3 separate regions of the Zea mays genome follow, and all the other regions are linked to region 2. A link is a contact called in public Hi-C data. All regions are on one chromosome and are shown on one strand. The core of a region is the stretch at or near the end of the contact, and the rest is flanking DNA. Distances in the headings are between cores, read along the strand shown.

Evidence for each region. Hi-C and Micro-C count contacts between places; a contact is called where the count stands out from the background.
Region 1: a Hi-C map of ear shows a contact between it and region 2, with 2.1 times the contacts expected there. The contact joins the promoter of LOC100280151 here to the promoter of LOC103654662 in region 2. A contact is called at or near these places in 2 of 25 Hi-C or Micro-C datasets (ear and leaf).
Region 3: a contact with region 2 is called in a Hi-C map of leaf, with 5 times the contacts expected there. The contact joins the promoter of LOC103654663 here to the promoter of LOC103654662 in region 2. A contact is called at or near these places in 10 of 25 Hi-C or Micro-C datasets (ear, endosperm, leaf and 4 more).

The regions. Positions count from the first base shown.
Region 1 is chr4:225,227,318-225,231,594 of Zm-B73-REFERENCE-NAM-5.0, reverse strand. It overlaps LOC100280151, which reads left to right and starts at 1,843. Exons shown (of 18, transcript NM_001320528.1): 1 at 1,843-2,169; 2 at 3,881-4,277. The coding sequence starts at 3,949.
Region 2 is chr4:224,740,440-224,744,914 of Zm-B73-REFERENCE-NAM-5.0, reverse strand. LOC103654662 (polyadenylate-binding protein-interacting protein 4) reads left to right here and starts at 1,933. Exons shown (of 15, transcript XM_008681499.3): 1 at 1,933-2,221.
Region 3 is chr4:224,997,618-225,001,696 of Zm-B73-REFERENCE-NAM-5.0, reverse strand. LOC103654663 reads left to right here and starts at 2,194. Exons shown (of 14, transcript XM_008681502.4): 1 at 2,194-2,577; 2 at 3,483-3,592. The coding sequence starts at 2,287.

The DNA.
Region 1 (4,277 bases), core at 594-3,093, 490 kb before region 2:
CTAAACTTTGCTATGTTCATTAGGTTTGGACATTCTAAGTCTCTGTTTCGTTGTAAGCAGGAGTATCCACATATTACCTAGTTTATACTACATAAATGTGCATGTTTTGGCATATTTTACCTTTTCTATTTCTGAATAAACGTTTCTTAAAGTTTAACTATATTTACTTGATATTATTTATATCTCGAAATAAGTTTATTATAAAAATAATAAACTCAACAATTTATCTAATAAATCTAATTATTTTCTATAAATATCGATATTTTCACATATATTTGGTTAAAGTTAAAAATATTTGACTCAATGAAAACAAAAAAACACGCTTATTCATAAGCTATGATGATAAAAATGGGCAATATAGTCTTTTTTAGATATTAGCTATCTAACCGTTCTGCACCGAAATATATAGAATGGGAATCTCATTGAGTCGAATATAGCACATTGGAAGCGACGGGCCCACCAATCGAAGCTATAAGTCTATCGCTACATTGTATCCTATCTCTGCTCTATCTTTTCCTTGCGTACCCACGGCATTGACGTACCTATGATAAAACCGCCCATGGATTCTACGAAACCAAATCCCTCCGCCCATGGATTCTACGAAACCAAATCCCTCCCTTGCCTGTTTGATGAAGAGCCACCTAGCTTTTAAGAAACTGGTTTATAGAAATTAGAGTGGTTCCAAACACACAAGTTTATGCTTTAGTTTATAGAAAACCGAATTTTCAGCTACTTAAAAAATAATAAGCTGATATTCTCCGGCTAAAACCAGTTTTGTCTGTTTAAGTTACGTCATGTTATTTTTTTTATTTCACGGATCTGTACCATTTGCCTTTAGGCCATTCTCAGTGATCATTTTGTTACACTGTTTTGAAAGCTGCCATGTTAATATTTATCTTGGAAACATTGTATCCAGAGTTTAAACTTTCTCATCTCTTACGAAACTCTCTCACATCTCTCTTCGTTAAATTACATGCTATATTATCTTAATTAATTATGTGGCATGTTGTTTAACGAGAATAAAAATATCCAAGGAGAATAACCTTAGGAAAGGAACGGGAGGACACGTCAGTCTAGCCGAAGAATCGCAGGACGGGAAAGCAAAAATAGGCTGCTTTTACTCACACACAGTCACACTTCGCCTTGGCGGGTCTGGGCAACTGGCGTCGCGATCTTATACCACTTGTGCACCCGCAGCTCTCTCCTTCCATCCCCTCGCCCGCCGTCTCGTCACTCGCTACACCCCAAAAACCTCGCCGGCGGCCGGCGAGAGCCCCGTGCCAATATAACGACTGTTCCACGCTTCCGTCACCGCCGCGTCGGGGCCGGCGATCCAACACAGGTTAGCTCCTGCCCCCTTGATCCGATGTGCACGTTAGGTTTCGTGGCGGCCGGTGTGCCAGTGCCAGATCTGCGGACGTGTGTACGTACGGGTCGCGGCGCTGCATGGCTGTTCCTAGTCCAGCCGTCCGATCCGCGCGAGGCGCGCCATCACTTCCTGGCATCCGCGATGCGGCCGCAGAAGCGGAAGGCCTTTAACGGCCGCGAGGGGCGAATCGGGCAGGCGAATAAAAGGCACGCGCGAGGCGACAGGTAGTGGTGTCGCCCGCGGCCCGCCCCGTACTCAACCGCACGCGGTTCCAGCTTCTGCCTGTGTGGGCCCCGCCTCGGCGCGAGGTAAAAACACGTGCCGGGGCTGCCGCCTGGCCGTGGCATCGCCCTGGCTGGCGGTGAAACCCATCGCATTCGCATCGCACGCGCGGCGCGCCAGGGGAGATCATTCACAGGGGCAAGGCTACCACTGGAGGGGGCCTACGCAGCAGTGAGAGGCTTCTACAGCTCGTCGTACCCACTCCTCTTTTCTCACTCTACTACTAGACTGGTGTCTCTCTCACCCCAAGGAGAGTCGCAGCGACCCAGCCTTCTCCCTCCCTCTCTCTCCTCTCTCTCTCTTCTTGCGCCGCTTTTCCTTCGCTGCTCCGCGCGGCTCCGGCGGGCGGTGCGGGAGGAAGAGGAGGGGGCGGAGGGGCCGGAAGTTTTCCGGCCGAGGAGCCCAGCGGGAGGATCGAAGAGGAGGCACTGGTCCGGGGCTGTCCACTGCATCGGGTTCTTCGAAGTTGGGGGGACCACGGGACTCGAAGGGAGCGCCCGATCTGCTCCGCCGGCGAGGTGAGCTTCTGGAGGGGTATGTGGCTGTTCTGCGTTCGCGTTCCGCTCTCCTGCGTGCCGAAATGTGGGTCGTGTTGTGGAGAGCCTCGCGGGTAATTTCACCTGAGGAGCTCGCTCCTGTTTTTCCTTTTTTTCCTTCTCTCTCTCTCTGGGTCTTTGGATTCGTCCGGGAGGCGTTTTTGGGTGGGCGAATCGCTTTTTTTTTTGGTCCGCCTGGGGGTCTATTTTGGGATCGGTTTCCCAACACTCCGCAGAGGCGCGTGAGAACAGGGGAGGCGTCAGGTAAGGTTTAGAGACGTGCGAAGACTTTTGGGTTTCCGATCGAATGCAGCTCCGCCGTGCTGTTGTCTAGGCATTTCTTCTTCTTCTGATGAATCGCTCTTCTAGTTGCGTGAAAGAGTGTCGCCATGTCTATGTTGTTTGGATTTGGAGTACTGATGGTGCATGTGGCTGCCGCTTTTGACGTTTGAAGAGTTTAGTCTTAATAGAACATGGGCACTGTGTACTATTTACAATGATTTTTGTGTAAGTTTAGCTTGGGACAGGAGCCTTGGTTGTGCCATGCTTGTCACAGTTTATTTTTGAGCTTAATTTTGAATCCGGGACATTTATGCAAGCTGCATTACCCAAGATGATAGAGGGTCTGTGGCATGCCTCGTCAGGACAGCTTCTGATAATAAAATGAATAATCCTGCACCATTGCCCACAATCACAACAAAATCATGATGTTTCTGGTTTGCTTCCAAGTAGTATGTTACGGAAAACCACTACTATAAATATGTGACTTCCTGTTTTATTATTTACTCATTAATTTGTTCGAAATTAATGCAGATTGCACTAGTCCTTTGATTATGAACAAGATCTTCACATATTTTATCAGATTTAAGTGTATAGTTAGTAGAGTATTCACGTATCTTTTAAATGCTAATATCATGCGCGTTTGGTTTGATGTGATATCATTTTTCATTGTACCAAATAAAATTTGGAAAAATAAGATGTTTTTTATTCAACTCGCGTTTGGCATCTTTTTTTTATATGTAATAATTTATGAAATTGACACATTATTTTCTGTACAAATCACATAATTAATCTGCTATTATTGGAATAAAGGAAATGACTGAATTGGCTTTGACAACTCATAAATGTCCTGGATAGTTGTGATATAATTAAGGCTAGCCTTTATAGGTGAATGTGATAAATGGGTTACATTCAAAACTCAAGTTACATCCACACCAAGAAAAAAAAATCTGAAGAACAACTGGAGAAGCCATCCTTTACTTCATTCCCTTGCAACTCTGGCGAGTGAGGCAGCAGAAGGTCAGGCAATGCCTCACTTTGGTTGGGTTATTTAGGTTCTTCAGTTTCACTTTTGAGGAAACAAATTCCAGTTCTCCCGTATTTTTGGTTGGATTGATTTGCTCACTCGGGTTTCAAGTTGAGTAATCATGTTAGTTTTCTCTTTGATATATAGACCTAAATTTTGTGGAGAAAATATGCTTTATTTTGATATTAACTAAATCATGTCACACCAGTCAGTTAGCTTGCCAGCAAGCTAAACAAAACTTGAGGACCGCTGATATTATTTAGAGTCTCTTGCATTGATGTTTCAAATTGTAACGAGTGCACTGACTCACTGTACTTCTTTTCCATAATATAAACTGTGACCTTTTGAATATTATGTGACTGTATTGTGTCTTCATTACTTTTACAGGTGAAGTCAGCTGATATGATGTACCTCATTTGGATAACAATTTGACTGGCACCAGATTTTACAGAAATATGCAGGAGGGGCTAGGGCAAAGGATGCATGTACCTCATGGTATCAATCTGTGTATCGCAACTTCTTCCATGCCCTTTCAGGCGCAATCTTTCATTGAGCCCAGTACCGGACAAGTGAACCCTCCTGTAACATCTGAAAACTTATCTGCTAACTCACAAGCTGTTAATGATGCTGGAGCAGTTGAAGGTACTGACATGAACGAAAAATCGGTTCAAAAACCTAAGAGGAAAAAACATAGGCCAAAGGTCATTAAAGAAGGACAATCAGCAAAGCTGCAGAAGCCTAAAACTCCCAAGCCTCCCAAGGAAAATGGGAATCAGCCTACTGG
Region 2 (4,475 bases), core at 684-3,183:
ACCAACCATTAGGGGCTGATTCAATGGATCCAAACGCCTTTTCCCTAGCTGAGTCGCCAAAAAGTGTGTACTGATCTAGGCGCCAAACAATCAGGAGTTATTCCGCGTCGGCGGGCTCTCTACAGCGGTGCAGACGATCCGTGGCCTAGGGTCGACGGTCTGCGGCCTGGAAGCAGGAGCGAGGTTTCGTGTGCTGCGCCGGATGGTCCGTGTCTGTGCAGAGTGGCGACGTTCGCCAACTGCACCTGAATCTCACCCCTCGGGAGGAACCCTGTCATGGAGGAGAGATCTTAGAGTTTTTCTTGGGATCGCCAGGCCACCCAAAATGCCTTCAGACGGCATAGAGTCAAAGAGAGGTGAAGACATGTACGTTACTATCTACTCCTAGGGCAAAAAGGAAAGGAACAGAAGATATATTGATTTTGATTTGATTGTTGATGTGCTCAATCGGGCGTACCCCTTCATATATGGGGGGAGATTTGGACCCGTTCTTAATCATTTGTCAATAGAATCCGCGAGATTAGAGAAATAAACACGCGCGGAAAAGGTGTTAATCACGCCTGTTCTGATTTAATCACGGAGCGTCCACGCCTAGGAGCGGACCGTTCGGCCATAGAGCTAGACCATTCAGTTGTGCCTAGTGCCACAAATGGTGCTCAACACCCTAAAAAATAAAAATCATTAGATTGGGTCTCTTCATTTCCTCGAGTTGCTCTTATACAGGAGAAAAGAAGGGAGGAGAATTCGTGTCTAGAGCACAGTGGCACCTACCCAACATCTAGCCATGGTCAAGTCACAAACCCGGCTATCACTTGAGATAGACGCACGAGGCTATGAGGAATTCCCGCCCGAGGAATACCTCCCCTCCCCATCCCCGCGACGATTTTTTTCCGCAGGGATCCCCACAAACGTTTGCGGGGGACATTTTTTCCCCATCCACATTTCCCACAGGGATAAATCTCCCGCGGGGATCTTCGTCTCCACTTAAATTATAATTAGGACATACGTCTTTATTATTAATGCAAAATATTGTCACTTATACACATTGTCAGATATAAGAAATCATTATGCGTACATCAAAATGACACATTTGTACAATATGTGATCACTTGACAAAATAATTATTTATTTTTATCATTAACTAGTACACGAAAACATTATCGCATGAAAGTTTAACGAGTCCCCGCGAAGAACAGGATGGGGAAATGCTTCTCTGTCCCTGTCCCCGTTTACTAGTTGGGGAAAGAGTTTTCCCGTTTACATCCCATAGGTAAAGAAACTTCACCATCCCCATCCCCTAAGGCCGTGTTTGGTTTTTAGGGCCAGTTTGGTGTGGCGCATCCGGCATCGCGGCGCGCCTAAGCCACGGCGGCCGAATCGGCCGCCACACCTGCGCGGTAAAACTATAGCGCGCCGTGGCGGCTTAGGCCACGCACCAAACATGCCCTTAAACCGAAACCCGAACCAAACCCGAACAAGTTTTCGAGTTTAGGTTCGGTTCCTATATGTGCTATATTTTAAGGTATGAGTCGGGTTCGGTTCCAACCTTTAAAACCCGAACAAACCGAATAATCTGAAATATAAAAAAAGCTCTTCATATTATTTTACAACAAATCTATTATTAAGTTAGCCTAAATATCTATTAATTTGTTCCAAATAAAATATTTATATTGTATCAAACCACTTCATGTCTGTGTATTTTGGGTAATTCCGCGAGTACCGGGTAACATTACCTAAACTAGCTAAACTAAATTCGAGTTTATATAATTATTACCTAAAATTATGATAGGATTTTTTGGATTCGAGTAATTCAGATTCGGGATTTAGATATAGGGTATTTTGCACATCCCGGCAGGCTGCCCGCGTGACGCACCCGCGGAAGCCCGAACCCGGCAACGGAAACTAACACCTCACCTCACGCCGTCGCATCGCACGCACAGGCTGCCCCGATTCGTTTGGAGTTTGGACTTCCTTCCGCCTCCCCGACCGCGGCTGTTGCAACGATCCAACCCCACCTCCCGCCGCCACCGCCCCCGCCCCCACCCCCGCGCCTTCGTCGTCAAGGCCGGGGTTCCTGCGGCCGCGTCTCCCTCCCCTCGCCCGTACCCACACTTGATTAACGTGTCAGCTCGCTACCGGAGGCCCTCGCCAACTCGACTCGTACTCCCGTTCCCGGCGGCGATCCGGCCGGCACCGGAACCCTAGGGTTCCAACGAAGCAGGTAGTTGACCGTCCCTCGTGCGGGGGCCTCTCTCCTCTTTTCTGCTCCTTCTGTTGGATCAGGATTCGGGACGGGCGGTGCGTCCATCCGCACCCTTTCGCCCGCTCGAAAGGATGGGAGCAGACGAGCAGTTCCTCTGCCCGAATTTTGTTTTGGGCCCGCTGCCGTGATTTTGGTTCCATGCGCTTATATCATGTTCTTCTGGTAGCTGTGCGCTTATTGTAATGTAGTTTTCTATCTTTGTTTTGGCTGGTTATTTAGCTTATCCAAGTAGCATCTATCATGACTTGGCCTTGGCCAGCGCTACCTGATGTATGTAGCTAATGCTATTTTATTATACTTAGCAATAAGGTAGTATCTAGTTGCCAGATGTTGCATTTGGCAAGTCCAATAAGATGATGGGTATGGTCTTAGGGGGTGTTTGTTTGGGATTATAATCTGCCCAGATTATATAATCCAACATATTTTGAAAGTCCAACATATTTTGAACTTTCAAAATAGGAACAATTGGATCTATACCATTAAAAGATCCAAACTTTAGATATATACCATGGACCCCACATGTCATTGACTCATGTGGACCCACATGTAAGTGAGATAGTAATGGTATGGATCCAAAGTGGTGATCTTTTAATGGTATGGATCCAAATTTCCCTTCAAAATATGTTGGATTATATAATCTGGACAGATTATAATCCCAAACAAACACCCCCTTAGTCTTACATAATTTTATGTAGTCTCATATGATTCGGTTGTTTTCAACATCTTACACAAACATTCCGTGATTACACTCAACGGCGGAGCGCCCTGTATGGCGTGCTATGGCTCACGCCATACTTTGGCCCGCCTGTCTTCTTCTTCGTTGTCTCTCTCAACCTCACCTAGTCTCCTGCACGCCGCACCACGTACTCCCGCAGCCCGCTTCTCTGCTGCCAACAGCCACTGTTCCAGCTCCCCTCTCCAGCTTCTCCTAGCCTGCTTCTCCATTTGCGGCTCGTCCGCTCTGGCGCAGCGCTCCACCCTCCAGTCTCCAGCTCCCATGTATGGTGTGCGCAACTGCGCCGTGCGGCTGCCGGCCTCAGACCGCAGCCCTCCTCGGCGTCCTCGCACTCGCGCGGCGGTCCTCCTCAGTGTATGCGCTCTTGCGCGTCGTGTCCGTGCGGCGGCCCTCAGCGTTCCTCCCTCCCCAACCAGCAGTGGTCCAGGCAACGGCCATCCTCTCCTCTCTGTCCAGCCGTACCTTGTTTCTTGGTTGCGCTCTGCTACTGATTACACTCCTTGTGAATGGATCAGTTTATGTACTACCATAATGATTTCTACATGAAAGGAACTCGTGCAAATGCATCTGTTCATATGTTACCGTGCATAAATTTTCTTTCTCACAGCACGTTTTGCTTGAACGGTACTTCAAGCTTGCATTAGTTCATTTCTGAGCGAAAACTACACACACACAATGACACGCACATGCTAGGCAGCTTTGCGAGATAGACGTGGTCGGGTGGGGGTGGCCAGGTGGGGATAGGGTTTTCATCCTTCTTGGGCTGTGTATTGGGCTGGGCCGTATCCAATTTGGTCCAGTATGTATCCAGAGCTGTATTGTGCATGAATAGGAAGAAAGAAAAACGTGGATACGGGAGGGAAACGCCTCCGTGAAGTATCTGAGGTGTATCTGTATCGGATACATGTCAGATATGGGATACAGCCTCAAGGTGGAGTATCTGTGCTACATAGCTACCTAGTTATACCTTTGTTCACTCGTCATGGCAAAACCTGTGCAAATTGTGTGCAATACAAATGTCAAGTAGCACTTTTTGCAACATTTTTCTACTTTATGACTTTATTTGGTTGATATAATACAAATTCTGATCTAGATATGTGGCATATGCCTTAGTGACAGACATTTTATGCAGGGCATCAGAATCTTTAGATACAACTCCAATATTAGATATCAATGTATGCAGATCTTCATATATATATATATATATGTATGTGTGTATTATATATATATATATATATATATATATATATATATATATATATATATATATATATATATATATATATGTTCTGTGTTATACTGGTATTTGCCAACAATGTACTTGGGTCTTTATATGTATTTGCAATATTATACATCCATTTACATAGTGCTCCATGTGTTTAAGATAATTGTGACCTTAATGTCATGGTATGATGATGAGCTACTCAGCTTTTTAAGTATTTGTTCTCTAACAGTTTGTCACAAGTAACCAGTGCA
Region 3 (4,079 bases), core at 945-3,444, 260 kb before region 2:
TTTTTCCAAGGCCCACCACATTACACTCCTAGGTACTTTGTCATAAGCCTTCTCCAAGTCTATGAAGACCATATGCAGGTCTTTCTTTTGTTCTCTGAATCTCTCCATAAGTTGTCTTAGTAAGAAAATGGCCTCCATAGTTGATCTCCCGGGCATGAAACCAAACTGATTTTGGGTCACGCTCGTCATCTTTCGCAGGCGGTGTTCAATGACTCTCTCCCATAGCTTCATTGTATGGCTCATGAGCTTAATTCCACGGTAATTAGTACAACTTTGGACATCTCCTTTGTTCTTGAAGATTGGTACTAATGTACTCCGCCGCCACTCGTCGGGCATTCTGTTTGCCCGAAAGATGGTGTTGAAAAGCTTAGTCAGCCATACTATCGCTATGTCTCCAAGACATCTCCATACCTCGATAGGGATACCATCAGGGCCCATCGCCTTTCCTACCTTCATCCTTTTTAGCGCCTCCTTAACTTCATATTCTTGTATCCTTCGTACAAAACCCCTGTTGTTGTCATCGAATGGTTCGTACTGAACCCTAACACTCCATATTTTTTTTATAGACGTCTGGACCTGGTCCGGCTCGACCGGATTGTACTGTCTGGTCTGGGCTTCCTCTAGTTATTGGAAGCACAGGACTTATATATATATATATATATATATATATATATATATATATATATATATATATATATATATATATATATATATATATATATATATATATAAAGTAACTCGCTGATGTGACGATGCTTGGATTTTATCAATGGCAATTCCTAGTTTGCTGGGGTGGTGGGTTGGCTTTGCTTGGTTGGGGGAGGCAAATGGAAGGAAAGCTGGGAATAGAGCTTAGCAGGTGAGGCGAGTTGGGCTTGCTGGAAAGATGGATAAGGGAGTCGTGGAGATATTGTCGCTGTCGTAACGCACGAGTATTGTACTAGTGCGTATATATATATATTATTCGTCACTTTAGATAAAGCTTCACCAGAGTATAATTACTAAAGATTGCTCAATCAATCACTATAATAACTGAACGATCTTTGTCTATTACTGTGAACTAAGCGATCTTCACTAAGGCCATTTTCAGTGGCAATTTCATCAGAGTGTCATTCTTATTAAATAACATACTATACGAACAAATAGGATACATGACATGTAATTTAATGGGGAAATATAGGAGAGTTTCATGGAGATGAAAAATCGTTTCTTATACAAATGTTGACATGATAATCTTGAAAAAAGTGCCATGAAATTATGATTAAGGCATTCTCGGTTGGAGTTTCGTTCTCATTAAATGACATGTCACCTAAACAAACAAATGACATATCACCTAAACAAACAGGATGACATGATATACAATTTAATGAGAGATACGAGAGAGTTTTATGGGAGATTAGAGAGTTTCATGAGGATAAAACTCTAGATAAGCTGTTTTCTAGATAAATATTAACATAATAGTCTTGTAAACAGTGCGATAAAATTACCCATGGAGAATCTCTACTATATTAAATCATCAATTATTTTTGGTTCCACGGTTTCACCGTCGTCACTTTTTAAAAAGCTCCTTATCTTTTTTGTAATCAATTCGCCGTCCCCTGACTCAGAAGAATCCACATTTAAACATTTAATTGGTAAAAATATAAAATTATATACAAATAGAAATTCTCTAAAATCACATTATCACCTATCTAGCCCACAAAATATATATACCTTTGTGTTTTGTACTTTATACAATATTTAAGTATAAATAGAAATCGTAGTAACGTACGATTACTTTGCTAGTGACCTAATTAGGCCCTGTTTAGAAATAAAGTATTTAAAAACTTTAGTTTTGAAATACTACAATTTTAAAATGCCAAGACATATCCACAATTTTTTTACCATAATATTGAAAATTTTGGTCTAAAGCTAACTTTCCAAAACTGTGAAAAAATACAGCATAGCGAAAACTGCAATTTTGAAAACAGAAATTTTGAAGAGTCTACCAAACACTGTACTAGAAAAAAATAACACAATATCTCAAATACTACATTATTCTACAAAACTAAGAAAATAATTCACTTCCAAACATATCCTTATATATTATATGTGAGTGAAGCTTTCCTAGATTGCGTACCAAACCGACATGTCTCCAATTAACATTAACACTCGGACTTCGGATCTACTTGAGCCGCAAAATATACCGGGCATATCCCACACGCTTCCCCTCCGTCCTCCGTCCCCTCCGTCCCCTCTTGCCGCAACAGATCGCCAACCCCGACCTCACGTCCTCACCCCACGCCAATGGCGGCCGCTCTGGCGAGCCGCGTGGAGAGTTGGGTGCGGGACCAGGCGGCGCGGCTGCAGCCCTGGGCGGCGGCGCTGCCGCAGGCGCCGCGGTGGCCCTGGCCCCCGCCGCGGCCCGCCTGGCCGTGGCCCGGGGACCGCAGACGCCAGCGGGAACGCATGTTCCGGGAGGAGTACGAACGTCGTAGCAGACAGCTCCGCGAGCTCTGCCGCGCTGTCCGCGTCGACACCGTAGCCGAGCTCCAGGAGTTGCTCTGCGCCATGGTACTCGCCGAGTGCGTCTACAAGGTCCGTGCGTTGGCATCTCCTAAATTTCGTTGCCCGGCTCGTCCTGTACCTTACCGATCACGATTGACGGATCGCTAGATAGATCTGTGCAGCCATTTTCGGCTGGAGATTTGTCCGAATGGTGCATGCGGTAAAAGTAAGCATTAGCTGTTATGGTTATGTTGTACGAAAGTTTTTTTTTGGAAACTAGAATGTTTATTAGTTGCTGGACATAGAGTTTCCTGCCTCTTCTGGTGGGGGAAGCATAATGAAATCTGCATGTTTGTGTATTTTGTAATGATATGTAGTGTGCCATCCACCAAATGTAGGCACACCATCTTGGGACACTTCTGAGCAAAAACCATCTTGGTATAGTTGCATGTCTGATACTATTAATGTGACATTTCATGCTTTTACCATGAAGAAACATCACCTTATCTTCTGATGTCCTCGCTTGATCTAATTGATCTGGGTCTCAGCTTAATATAACAGTCACAAACCATATAGATTTTCCAGATACGTTGTTTTTATATTTTGTTTCAAGAATTTCTAGTGTCTATTTTCCGACTAGCCTACCTGATCAATATCCTAGGACTCACTATGCTGCCCAACTAGTTCCTTGCAAATGGATTGCATGAAATGCTTGAATGCCTATACTGGGCCTAGCTTCCCATTGTACTGACACATTGCATTATTTCGCTCATTCGTCCTCATTTACAAATGTCTGATCATCATCTCTCCCATGATGCAATTTCCTGAATGTTCTGACATATATGATTTGGTACTTATAACTTGCCACTGTATGGTTACAAAGTGACATCCGTTGTCAATCAGAAGAAAAAAAATATTTGCTAGGATAGTGACAACTAAAGCCTTTCCCAACTGGACAAGGCTTTGTTTTTGTTAATAGTTGTATGCTTTTGCAGAGACCTGTTTCTGAGATGATGAGATATATCAACAAGTTTAAGTCTGATTTTGGTGGAAATGTTGTGTCCCTGGAGCGTGTTCAACCATCCTTGGATCATGTACCACATCGGTAACCAAAAAGCTAAAGCCCACTTAGAGGTTCAATATTTGTTGTGGCCGTTCTTTGCAAAAAGTTTGTAATCAAGGACTACAATCAAATACAATTGAGCTATTTTTTATGCAACTCTAATCTCAAGTAGGTCAAGTAACCATGTACAATCCTTGCTTTATCTAAGCTCCCTTAGATAAAGACACAGAAGGGCAGACTTGGTGCAGTGGTGAGAGCTGTCTCACCGAGTCACCAGGTAGTGGTTTGAAGCAACCCCTCTGCATTTGCAGGGGAAAGGCTTCCCTCAGTTTATCCCTTTTCTAGATACCAGCCATGTGGGAGCTTCTGCCACTCGGTTTGCCTGCTCTTAGATAAAGACACAAAAAATAGTCCTTTCTGTAATTACTGTGAGTATGGGGCAAATTATGTTATGGGATGTCCTAAATGCGTGATCTTTGCTGGAAAGCAAATAGTCAATCTAAAAAATTACTTCTGCTCCTGGACAATC